2 separate regions of the Mus musculus genome follow, and region 2 is linked to region 1. The links are chromatin contacts, called in public HiChIP or PLAC-seq maps. All regions are on one chromosome and are shown on one strand. Each heading gives the region's core, a stretch centred on a gene start, on an enhancer-like site or on the middle of the called end of the contact. The rest is flanking DNA. Distances are from core to core; before and after follow the strand shown.

What was found. HiChIP or PLAC-seq counts read pairs in DNA pulled down with a chosen protein or histone mark.
Region 2: a contact with region 1 is called in an H3K4me3 HiChIP or PLAC-seq map of bone marrow-derived macrophages, with 4 times the contacts expected there. The contact joins the promoter of Tgfb1 here to the enhancer-like site in region 1. A contact is called at or near these places in 4 of 39 promoter capture datasets (cranial neural crest, liver, maxillary cranial neural crest and 1 more) and 4 of 115 datasets of contacts at active chromatin or transcription factors (bone marrow-derived macrophages, double positive thymocytes and microglia).

The regions. Positions count from the first base shown.
Region 1 is chr7:25,103,488-25,109,371 of GRCm38.p6, forward strand. All of the region lies in intron 5 of Pou2f2 (POU domain, class 2, transcription factor 2), which reads right to left. Among named protein-coding and RNA genes, the nearest start is that of Mir6537, 9.3 kb to the left of the region's middle. Within about 2 kb of position 3,789, at least 43 of the 459 cell types and tissues checked have an H3K27ac peak or open chromatin away from gene starts, as enhancers often do. A contact at or near this core is called in bone marrow-derived macrophages, where this site is marked.
Region 2 is chr7:25,683,669-25,689,552 of GRCm38.p6, forward strand. Tgfb1 (transforming growth factor, beta 1) reads left to right here and starts at 3,334. Exons shown (of 7, transcript NM_011577.2): 1 at 3,334-4,555. The coding sequence starts at 4,201. B9d2 (B9 protein domain 2) reads left to right here. Exons shown (of 4, transcript NM_001362154.1): 4 at 2,313-2,894. The coding sequence ends at 2,626.

The DNA of each region.
Region 1 (5,884 bases), core at 2,539-5,038:
CTTGTGTTTGGCATGCTGTTCATAATTTGACAAAGGATACCACATCCTTCGGGACTGAATCTACTCTACTGTTCCCCAGATACCCTAAGCCCTATAAAACTCCCCACGCCCCTGTCCCTCCAGCTGTGGATCAGCTGAGAAGCAGCGAAACTTAAATGTCCATGATAGTGGCGCCATCTAAGGTTCAGAACTCAATTCTATAGTTCATATTCCCTACACACACACACTCTCTCTCTCTGCCTCTCTCATTTTCTCTACCATTCTCTGTCTCTTTCCCTTCCTCTCCTCCCTCCCTCTCCGTCCTCCTTCCCTTCCTATCTCCTTCCCTCCCTACCCCTCCCCTCCCCTCCCAGTAGCTCTGCCTGGCTTGATACTCATTGCCTTAGGCAGGATAGCCTTTCGAGCCCATTGGTCTTCCTTGCCTCCTCCTCCCAAGTGCTAGCATCCCAGGTAAGTACCACCCGGCTGATGTCTTTCTTCCAAAGGCTCTCCAAGTGGTGCACCCTTCAGGGCCCACAAAGGGTCACCCGTCCTGTCTCTACCGCCCTCCTTACAGGGCGGTGCACTTGCTAATGCCTATCCTTCCTCTGCTAGGCTGAGCCTCTAGCAGGCAGAGGCATGTCTTAGTAAAACAAAATAAACAACTGTAGCCATACCCCAGTCTGGCTACACAGACTGGGACTTGGGAGCCAACTTTGATCCCTGCCTTCCTCTCCCCTTCCCGTGCAGCCCATCCACCCCCCCCCCCCCATTGCTTTTTCTTCCCCTTTCCACTGTCACCATCCTGGTCCAAGTCACAGCACATCTACTCCCAGGCACCCAGAGAGGGTCTGATAGCAACAGACTTCTGAGGTTCTTTTTCTCCTGAGTCAGTGTCTCATGTAGCTGACTACATGAATCTCGAGCTGGCTCGAGATTCCCCGTGTAGCTGAGGCTGACCATGACCTGCCATCCTCCTGCTGCAGATGTCTGGGTGTGGGTTGGGTGTGTGCACATGCATATGTATGTGTGTGGCTGTAAGTGTGTACACATGGAGGCCTGAAGAAGGAGTCAGACTCCTCATAGGCAGAGTCACGGGTGCTTGTGGGTTGTCACCTGAGTGCTGGGATGTGACCTCGCGCCTCGGCAGGGAGCATCTTTATGTGCTGAGCCACCCCATGGCCCAACTGTTATTAGTATATATTAATTATATATGACACTGGGCTTCTGATATTTCCATACTGCACCTATGTATTTCAGCCATATTTGCCTTGTTACCCTCTCCTGCCCGCCCCCAACTCCCACAGATCCAGTCCACTCATTTTCATGTCCTTTTGGATGCATGTGACTTGATGCAAACTTTAAATTTTTTTTTTTTTTAGTTTCCACAAAAGGTTTTGGTAAGATGCAAAAAAGCATCATGATGAAAAAAATGTTTTTGCTTGTTTGCTCTCTCTCTCTCTTCCTCTCTCTTTCTTTCAAGATTTATTTATTTAAGACAAGTACACTGTCATTGTCTTCAGACACACCAGAAAGGGGTATCGGATTCTATAATAGATGGTTATGAGCCACTATGTGGGTGCTGGGAATTGAACTCAGGACCTCTGGAAGAGCAGCCAGTGCTCTTAACTGCTGAGCCATCTTTAAAGACAAGGTTTCTCTGTGCAGTCCCGACCATCCTAGAACTCACTCTGCAAACCAGGCTAACCTCAAACTCAGAAATCCCTGTCTCTGCCTCCCAAGTGCTAGGATTAAAGAAGTGTGCCACCATTGCCTGGCAATACGCGCTCGCCCAAAGATTTATTATTATACATAAGTACACTGTAGCTGTCTTCAGACACTCCAGAAGAGGGCGTCAGATCTCATTACGGATGGTTGTGAGCCACCATGTGGTTGCTGGGATTTGAACTTCGGACCTTCGGAAGAGCAGTCAGTGCTCTTAACCACTGAGCCATCTCACCAGTCCTACTGTGAACTTTAAACCATCTGGCCTGCACTGTCTTTTGTCCCCATGTGGGATAGCATCCAAGCACTTGGCTGCAGCCTGGCTCGGCCGGGCCTTTCCTCTCCTTGAGACTTTCCTGCCCTCTGATCCCTGTCCGGCCACACAGCCCCTCCTTGTCACTCAAGCCAGAAATGAACCTCCAGTGCTTGTCACTCAGCCCAGGCCTTTGCTATTTATGCTAAGACCCACCCCCTTCCACTTCATTCACGTTTCCATCAGTGCTCTTCCTCAGGCGGCCACCTGCTCCCCTATCTCCCTTCCCTGTCACGAAGCCATTCTTCACATCACATTCTCCTCTGCTCTTCTGGAACTGCTTCCTGTCTTTCTCTCAGCTACGACAGACACACAAAACCGTCTACTTTATCCTCGCCAAGAAAGGTGCCCGCACATATCCAACCCTACCCTAATTTGCTGAGTGAAGGAATAAAAATCGTTAGAGATTTTAGCGTGGAGGGAGTAGACCCGGCACAGGGCTTGGCCAGTAGGAGGCCCCATCGGTCTACAATCCAGAGGCCGCTTGGCTCTCTTTAGCCACTTGGGGGCGCGCTACTCAAGCCTCAAATGGTGAAGTTGAGTGAGCTGACAGCTGCTGGAAGAGACCCTGGACAGCCTATTTTATAAATCAATTTTTTTGTCTCTAACCAGCTGGGAGGGTTAGCATACCCTACTGAAGCTGAGAAGGGAAGAGACCAGCTCTTTTCTACGATTCAGTTTATTATGTAGCCCAGGCTGGCTGGGAACACACTATATAGCCCAGGCTGGCCTCAAACTTGTTATAATCTTTCCTGCCTCTGCCTTCTCAATGCTGGGATTATAGGTGGGCATTACCATCACCACACCCAGCCTGGGAAGGAGCCAGTTCTTGCTTCCAGTGCATACACTACCCAACAGGTTACAGGGCAGTCTGACTATGCTTTGCTAAAGACAGACTGGGAAGCCGGGCATGGTGGCGCACGCCTTTAATCCCAGCACTCGGGAGGCAGAGGCAGGCAGATTTCTGAGTTCGAGGCCAGCCTGGTCTACAGAGTGAGTTCCAGGGCTACACAGAGAAACCCTGTCTTGAAAAAGGCAAAACAAAACAAAACAAACAAACAAACAAAAAAGGACTGGTGAGATGGCTCAGTGGGTAAGAGCACTGACTGCTCTTCCAAAGGTCCTGAGTTCAATTCCCAACAACCACATGGTGGCTCAAAACCATCTGTAATGAGATCTGACGCCCTCTTCTGGAGTGTCTGAAGACAGCTACAGTGTACTTACATATAATAAATAAATAAATCTTTAAAAAAAAAAGACAGACGGGGACAGAGAGACAGACACACAGCTAATGCGCTACACGGGTGAAGGCATGGCAGTGTAAGCGATCACTTTCTCATTGGGCCTCAGTCCCCACTGGGGGTGAAGGTGGGGGTGGGGTAGAAAGCTATGTGAGTGAATGGGAAGAGGTCAGAGCCCCGGAGCTGGCCAGCTGCGACAATGGCCCAGGTGCTGCGCCTCACCCCAGTGCACAGAGAGGAGGCCCTCACCCCACCATGCCTCCCGCCCCTGAAAAGCCCCACCACCATGACTGGAGGGTGTTGGCAGATGGTGACCAGGTCTGGATACACCCTTGACTCAAGAATAGGCCGGAGAGCGGTGGGGGGGGGGGGGGGAAGAGTCGAACTGTGGGAAAGGAGAGAACAGGAGCTGTCACTGCGTTCTGCGCGTGGGGGATGGGCAGCAGGGTGACACTGTCAGTGGGTACAGTTTCGGTTAGATAGGAAGGAAAAGTTCTGTTGTTCTGGCACAGCAGGGAAGTAGCTGTAGTTAATGACATATTGCATATTTCCAAACAGCTAAAAAGAGCGGGGTGTGGTATGTGGGGTATGCCTGCAGTCTCAGCACCTCAGAGGCAGAGGCAGGAAGTTGAGGCGTTCAAGGTCAGCTCGGGCTGCATAGAGACTTCCAGCCCAGAATGGGTTACAAGAGACTCTGTCTGAAAACCACCACAACAACTATTATAATTATTATTATTGTCAGTGCTAGGGATTGAACCCAGGACCTCAGGCATGCCAGGCAAGCTGCACCTCAGAACCCGCTTGCCCCCTCCCCCCAGAGACCTTAAATGTTTCTACCATACAGAGATGATAAATATTTGTGGTGACAAGTATGTTAAATAGCCTGACTTTGGAGTCACGATTATTGAATCATTCTTGCCTCTGGGTGCCAGCTTTCTTATCTGGGAAATGAGAGAAAACTGGGTAATTCTTCCCCGGGTTTCACTGGGGCCGGAGTGATGTCATTATTCAGAGAGCGCTTTAGAAATCTGAACGCATTACTTACACACAGGCGCAAGCCGCCACTGTCCCCTCACGCATCCTACCCCATCGTGAGCTGTTAACGGTGCGAACCTCATCTGCCTTTCAAATCTGTCCTCTTAACCAGGAACAAGGTCCAGTTCCCACCCAGGCTCTGTGGAGTGTTAGCCAGAGATACCGGCCTGCCTGCGTGACGGCCCCAACTTGAGTAATTAAGAGACTCCTCAGGCTAGCTATGGAGGTACACACCTTTAATCCCAGCACTCAGGGAGGGGGCTTATGGATCTCATTGAGTTAGAGGTCAGCCAGGGCTTCATGGTGAGACCCTGGTGGTGGTGGTGGTGGTAAATTCAAGACCCAACAGGTCCAATGAAACACTTGCTTCTTTTCTAATTTGGAAAACCAACCAGGTACAGAAGCCAAAATCAGTTCTTGGCCAATGCAATCCATGTTCCTACACCACACCCTTCCTGTGCAAGCCAGCCTCCCCTCCCACCTGTGTGCCCACTTCCAATGGCTCTCGATTCTACATCCAGATCTATAGCCCCTCTTCCCATCAGCCAACACAAGGAGCCATAAGGGGTCAATCAAATCACGCCACTCCCCTGTTGAACGCCTCTCAGGAGACTTGGCACCTGGTTTAATTGCCGGCCTGCCTGCCCCGCATGTGACAAACCCTAGTTGTGGATTTCAGGCTACCCCATCCGGCCGTGTAGCCAAGGGTGGTCTTGAACCCTCTGATCCTTTTGAACACTGCCTCCTGCCTCTACCTTGTGAGTTCTGGGATTACAGGCATATGCCAGCACCAGAGGTTTATGCAGTGCTGTAGATGGAACCCAGGAACTCCTGTAAGCACCCTTACCAAGTGGCCATGCCTCCAGCTAAAACAATTGTGCTTTGGTCTTTTGAGTTAGGGTCTCACACTGTAGCCCAGATGAACTCAAACTCAGGGCAGTCCTTCTGCCTCAGCCTCCTGAGTGCTGGAGTTATAAGTATGTGCTACCAGCCCTGGCTTTAGAAAAATTTCTAAATTATAGACTAAATTCTCTCTCAATCCTCTCCCTTATGCCTGCCTCCCCACATACTTATCTTTGTACACTCGTGCATGCATGCGCATGCCTGTATACATGTGTATATATGAATGTAGGGACAGGATGGCAGTCACTCTTCACTTCATGTTTTAAGACAGGGTCTCTCATTGAACCAGAAGGCCAACAAGTCAGCTAGGCTGGTGGGCCAGCAAGCCCCAAGTGTCCTGTTGTCACAGAGCTAGGATCGCAGGTAAGAAAGAACTGTTGAGCCCACAATTTTTACAAGGATGCTAGGGATCTACCTGAGTCTTCACCATGCTTTGTCAGCATACTTTATACACCAAGCTATGTCCCCAGCCCGTGGTGGGTTCGTTGGTTGATTGAGACACTGTCTCACATAGCTAAGGCAGGGCTTGAGTCCTCATCCTCCTGTCCCCACCCCCCAAGTGCTGGGATCACAAGATGTGCCTAGCCTCCTTGTCCACCCCACTCCAGCCAATCATATCGCTTCCCTCTGAGCCTTGCTCAAGCCAGCCTGCTTTCCCTCTCTGCCTGTACCTGGCTGTTTCCCCGAC
Region 2 (5,884 bases), core at 2,084-4,583, 580 kb after region 1:
AGGCTGCATAGGGTAAAGAGAGATAGATAGGGAGGAGAGGGACAGGAAATGGGCCAGTTGCCGTTGCTCACACAGGCAGAGGTTCTGCTCAAAGGGGAAGTGAGTCTTCGAGGGAGGAGGAGGGTATCATGTCAGTGCAGCTTTTCTGGTTAAAACACAGCAGATTCTGGGAATGAGGACTGTTGACTGAGCCTACGTCTGTCCAGCTTGAGCAGGGACATCCCCAACTAAGAAGGACCCTCCAAGCCCTGTCATCAAGGGTTCCATTATAGGTAGAAGATAGACCTGTTTCCAAATGTGGCCAGCACAGAGGCCCTGGAAACACAGAAGTCATCTCTGATTGGTCCCATGGCCTTATAGGGCAGAGCAGTTAGAGTTCTGCTGTAAAGGGCCAAGAGAAGCTAACTAGGCCCAAGGACAAAGACAGAGGGTGGAGTCAGAGAGCTGGAGCCAGGTAGAAATGGGGAGGTGTGTCCTGGGTATTCGCTGTCTGTGGGTGAGAAGGACAGTGGGGGATGAGGCGGCAGGGACAGAATGTAAGGCCTCGCCTGCAAAGGCACTAAGACTGATTCTCGAAGGCTCTGGGGAGCCCAAGAAGAAATGGATGGATCAGATTCTCCTTCTGAACAATTGTACTAGTTTGTGAGGGTGATACGTTGGAAGTTTTCCTCAGTCCTGGCCTTAGCTGTCTTCCTCCCTGTTTGCTTCCTTCTTAGTCTCTCAGCTCACCAACAAACCCTGGCGGCTCTGAAACCCACTTTTGTTTCTCACCCCATCCCACCCAGCCTTCTCTGTCCATCTTCTCTTTCCGGGACCATTTTTTGTTTTTTGTTTTGTTTTGTTTTGTTTTGTTTTTCAAGACAGGGTTTCTCTGTATAGCCCTGGCTGTCCTGGAACTCACTCTATAGACCAGGCTGGCCTCAAACTCAGAAATCTGCCTGCCTCTGCCTCCCAAGTGCTGGGATAAAAGGCGTGTGCCACCACGCCCAGCCTTCTGGGACCATTCTTTCTTTCTGTCTTCACTGTGCTCTCAGGGTTGGATACTGGACTGGACCCTGGGAGGACCTAAATACAGCATGTTCTTCCTCTGTATGGAACCTGCCTGCAGGCCTCCTATCGCTCAAGAGAAAAGCCGGAGCCTTCTCTGGCGTCACAGGCCTATGGAATCTGGCTGTCACCTCTGTCCTTTGTTCCCCACGACTCCCCGTTCTAGCCTCATTGGCCCCACCAGGCTAGCTCCTACTTCGGAACTTTTGCACTGACTGGATCTGTCATTCCCCTAGGTGCCTAGAGAGCCCACTTCTTTAAGCATTTATGTTGCATCCTGGTTGGCTTGTTTGCTTTTTGAGATAGAGTCTCAGAACATAGTCCAGCCTAGCCTGGGGCCTCAGCAGCCCAAGTGTGTGCCAAAATGTCACCCTTCAGATATGTAGCCCTGGTTGTCCTAGAACTCATTGTGTAGCCCAGGCTAGCCTTGAACTTCTGGGGATCCTCTTGCCTCTACCTCCCAAGTGCTGGCATTCCAGCTGTACACTGCAGTGTTCAGCCCCAAATGTCACCTTCTTTAGGAAAGCTTCCTTCAGCTGCTCCCCAATTTTCCAAACTACATCTCCACCCCTCCCTTTCTGGCTGTTGTTTTTCCCCAGAGCGGTTATCACCATATGACATACCCTATAATTTACTTATTTACTATGTTGGTTGTCTAGGATGTCAGCTTCACGGGGCAGGAATTTTTGTCTGCTGTGTTCATTGCTGTGTCCCCAGCCTGGAGAACAGGGCCTGCCAGGGGAGGGCTTAGGGTTGGGGGGGGGGGGGGCTGGGCTGCATCTCCAAGCATTGGACTGTCAGGCTGGGACACTCAGCTGTGCATTGAGGCCACTAGAAACCTAACGAAGGGGAGAGATGGCTCCACTGGGGAAGAAAGGAAATCTGAGTCAGGTGCGTGAGAGCAAAGCAAGTCCATGAGGAGGAGGGCGGAAGGGGTCTAAGCTGAGGTGCTGACCTGGGGGCCTGGGAGAGTGAAGAGACCACAAAGGGAGGTCAGACGAGGCCAGACTTGACTTGAGAGGTTGGACTTTGTTCTGTGGCCCAGGGGAGTCATGGGAGGGTTTTGAGCAAGAGGGTAATGTGGATTGCTCTAGATTCCTGTGACTACTATGTGGAGTGAGTGGGAGATGAGAACCCAGAGAGGAAATTCAGGCAATAATCCAAGGTAAAAGTACTGTGCGAGGTCTCCAGTGGTTTCAATGCTGGGAACCCGGGAGCAGGGTTCTGCCCCTTTGTCCTTTTCTCTAACGCCTCTCCTCCCGCAGGTTGGCCTCGACTCCATCTCCAGGTGTGGTCCCAGGACAGCTTTGGCCGCTGCCAGCTTGCTGGCTATGGCTTTTGCCATGTGCCTAGCAGCCCAGGCACTCATCAGCTGGACTGCCCTACATGGAGGCCCCTGGGCAGTTGGAGGGAGCAGCTAGCACGGGCTTTCGTGGGTGGTGGGCCACAGCTGCTGCACGCAGATACCATCTACAGCGGGGCTGACCGCTACCGCCTGCACACGGCCGCGGGTGGCACAGTGCACCTTGGTATCGGCCTGCTGCTGCGCCACTTCGATCGCTATGGAGTGGAGTGTTGAGGGACTTCATTGCTACTAATCGCCATCATCCACTGAGCACATAATGGCACAGCAGTGAAGCAGGCACGTGGACTCTGGAGACTGTCAGTCCTGATCACCCCCAAGTCATGGCCCCTATGCCATGGACTGCAAGGCCAGGAACTCCCCTGTGGCCCATGCTCCACTGAACTACGGGGTAGAAAGGGCTGTGGGTTGGAGGGACATGAGCAGGGCCCACTGTTTGGACTGTCGGGGGCACTTAATAAAAGCGTGTATTTCTCATGGGTAAGGTGCCTCCTTGTATCCGCTAAAGCTCTCAGACGTCGGTCTCCTTATTTCACTCTCCTTGACACTCTCATCCGCAAAGTCTGCCCCTGCCTTTCGCTCTCCACCGCCTAGGTCCCCACTTCTAATACAGGACTCTGTTTTCTCACGAAGTCCCAATTTTTCCTTTGACCCTTCAACAACTCCCAAATCCACCGGGGCGCTTTGGTTGGTCACCGGCTTTAGTAGTGCTCCGCCGCCAGGAGGCAGCACCCTGGAGGTGGGGCGAGGCCGGGGTGCCCGCCCCCTCCCCGCAGGGCTGAAGGGACCCCCCTTGGAGCCCGCCCACGCTAAGATGAAGACAGTGCCCCCCCATGCCCTCCCCCTGGGGCTGCCCCCGCCCCGCGCGCGCTTCCTGGGTGGGGCCGGGGCGGCTTCAAAACCCCCGCCGCCCCAGCCGGTCCCGCCGCCGCCGCCGCCCTTCGCGCCCCAGGCCGTCCCCCTCCTCCTCCCGCCGCGGATCCTCCAGACAGCCAGGCCCCCGGCCGGGGCAGGGGGGACGCCCCTTCGGGGCACCCCCGGCTCTGAGCCGCACTCGGAGTCGGCCTCCGCTGGGAGCCGGCAAAGGAGCAGCCGAGGAGCCGTCCGAGGCCCCAGAGTCTGAGACCAGCCGCCGCCGCAGGGAGGAGGGGGAGGAGGAGTGGGAGGAGGGACGAGCTGGTTGAGAGAAGAGGAAAAAAGTTTTGAGACTTTTCCGCTGCTACTGCAAGTCAGAGACGTGGGGACTTCTTGGCACTGCGCTGTCTCGCAAGGAGGCAGGACCTGAGGACTCCAGACAGCCCTGCTCACCGTCGTGGACACTCGATCGCTACCCGGCGTTCCTCAGACGCCCCTATTCCGGACCAGCCCTCGGGAGCCACAAACCCCGCCTCCCGCGAAGACTTCACCCCAAAGCTGGGGCGCACCCCTTGCACGCCGCCCTCCCCCCAGCCTGCCTCTTGAGTCCCTCGCATCCCAGGACCCTCTCTCCCCCGAGAGGCAGATCTCCCTCGGACCTGCTGGCAGTAGCTCCCCTATTTAAGAACACCCACTTTTGGATCTCAGAGAGCGCTCATCTCGATTTTTACCCTGGTGGTATACTGAGACACCTTGGTGTCAGAGCCTCACCGCGACTCCTGCTGCTTTCTCCCTCAACCTCAAATTATTCAGGACTATCACCTACCTTTCCTTGGGAGACCCCACCCCACAAGCCCTGCAGGGGCGGGGCCTCCGCATCCCACCTTTGCCGAGGGTTCCCGCTCTCCGAAGTGCCGTGGGGCGCCGCCTCCCCCATGCCGCCCTCGGGGCTGCGGCTACTGCCGCTTCTGCTCCCACTCCCGTGGCTTCTAGTGCTGACGCCCGGGAGGCCAGCCGCGGGACTCTCCACCTGCAAGACCATCGACATGGAGCTGGTGAAACGGAAGCGCATCGAAGCCATCCGTGGCCAGATCCTGTCCAAACTAAGGCTCGCCAGTCCCCCAAGCCAGGGGGAGGTACCGCCCGGCCCGCTGCCCGAGGCGGTGCTCGCTTTGTACAACAGCACCCGCGACCGGGTGGCAGGCGAGAGCGCCGACCCAGAGCCGGAGCCCGAAGCGGACTACTATGCTAAAGAGGTCACCCGCGTGCTAATGGTGGACCGCAACAACGGTGAGCTCCGAGGGGCCGGGGAGCCAGGAGGGAGCCCCCAGGGGGCGCCGGAGTGCAGGGGTCACCGGGAGGAAATTACCCTCAGAGGAAACTGGCTGGAGGAAGGGGAGCCCTGGGGGCACCGGGACAACTGTGTGGGTGTCCCAAAGAGGCTGGCACTTTCCCGTACCCCAGGTGTCTTTGAGAGGAATAGACAGCCTGCCAAAGTGATCCTCTCCTAGAAAAGCAAGGTCGTGGGGAGAGTCCCCTCTAGAAGAGGAGCATTTGGCAGGTTTTGTTTTAAGTTCCCCTAATGGTGCCTAAAAATGCAGGGCTCGCTGGGTGGTCTCTTTCCAGAAAGGTAGAACCCAGCTCAAGAGAATGGAAGGTGTCCAACATTTCGGAATGGAGATGCAATGTGGAAAGCCGACCCCAGACCGGGTCGTGAGATGGAGAGAAAACCTAGGGGATGGGTACCCTAGAACTGCCAAATAAAATCTCTAGTGGGCTTACTCTCAGAAAGCGACAGGCGCACGCTAGAGAGTGTGATCTGTGGAGTCACTACGGGGTTACAAGTGAAAAAGGAAAGCGACGTTGTTGGGAGAAGGACTCTAGAGAGGAGCAGAGAGGGTGCGGAAAATGAGCCCGGAGGTGTCACGAGTGTTTTGCTTGGGGGCGTAAAAGAGCGCGCGAGCCGGCAGGCGGAGCCCAGTGAAGGAAGCGAGCGAGTCCTCAAGAAATCTAGAATACTGGGTCATTGGGAAGGAGTCATAAAAAGGGGAGACTGGCTTAGGAAGGTGGCCCCCCGCGGCAGCCAGGCAGACGGAGCAGGGATACCATGCCATCCAGGAGTGAGTGGCGAGCGCCCCTCTCCTGGGCGTGGAAGGGAGTGGCTGAGCCTCTGGAGTCGAGCCCTAGAGGAGCAGCTAGAAGTAGGGGAGAGGCAGTCTTCAAAACTCAAATGAAAAAACCGAATCGGTAAGGATGAGGAAGCCCCCACGTGGGTGCCACGCGCGTGGGGAGGAGCTTGCGCTTCTTGGGGGGGTAAGAGGACCCCACGGAACTGAACGCTGACAGGCTGTAACCCCAAGGTCCCAGTTCCTCCTACCGGAGGCTGGGGAAAACCCAGCGTCCGGTCGCCACGCCCTCCTCCCTTCCCTTTCCTTCCCGTGCCCGGGAGGAGGGGAGACAGAGATCGCGCGCGGAGCCTGGGGCGAGACGAGGCAGGTCCGGATCCCGCCCTCCCTAGGCTGTTAGTCTCCCGCCCTCCTCACCCCAGTAGTGGGCGGGGAAACTCACGGCCCCGCCCTGTAGGCGCCCACGCGGGACCCAAGCGTCGTGTGTGACCGG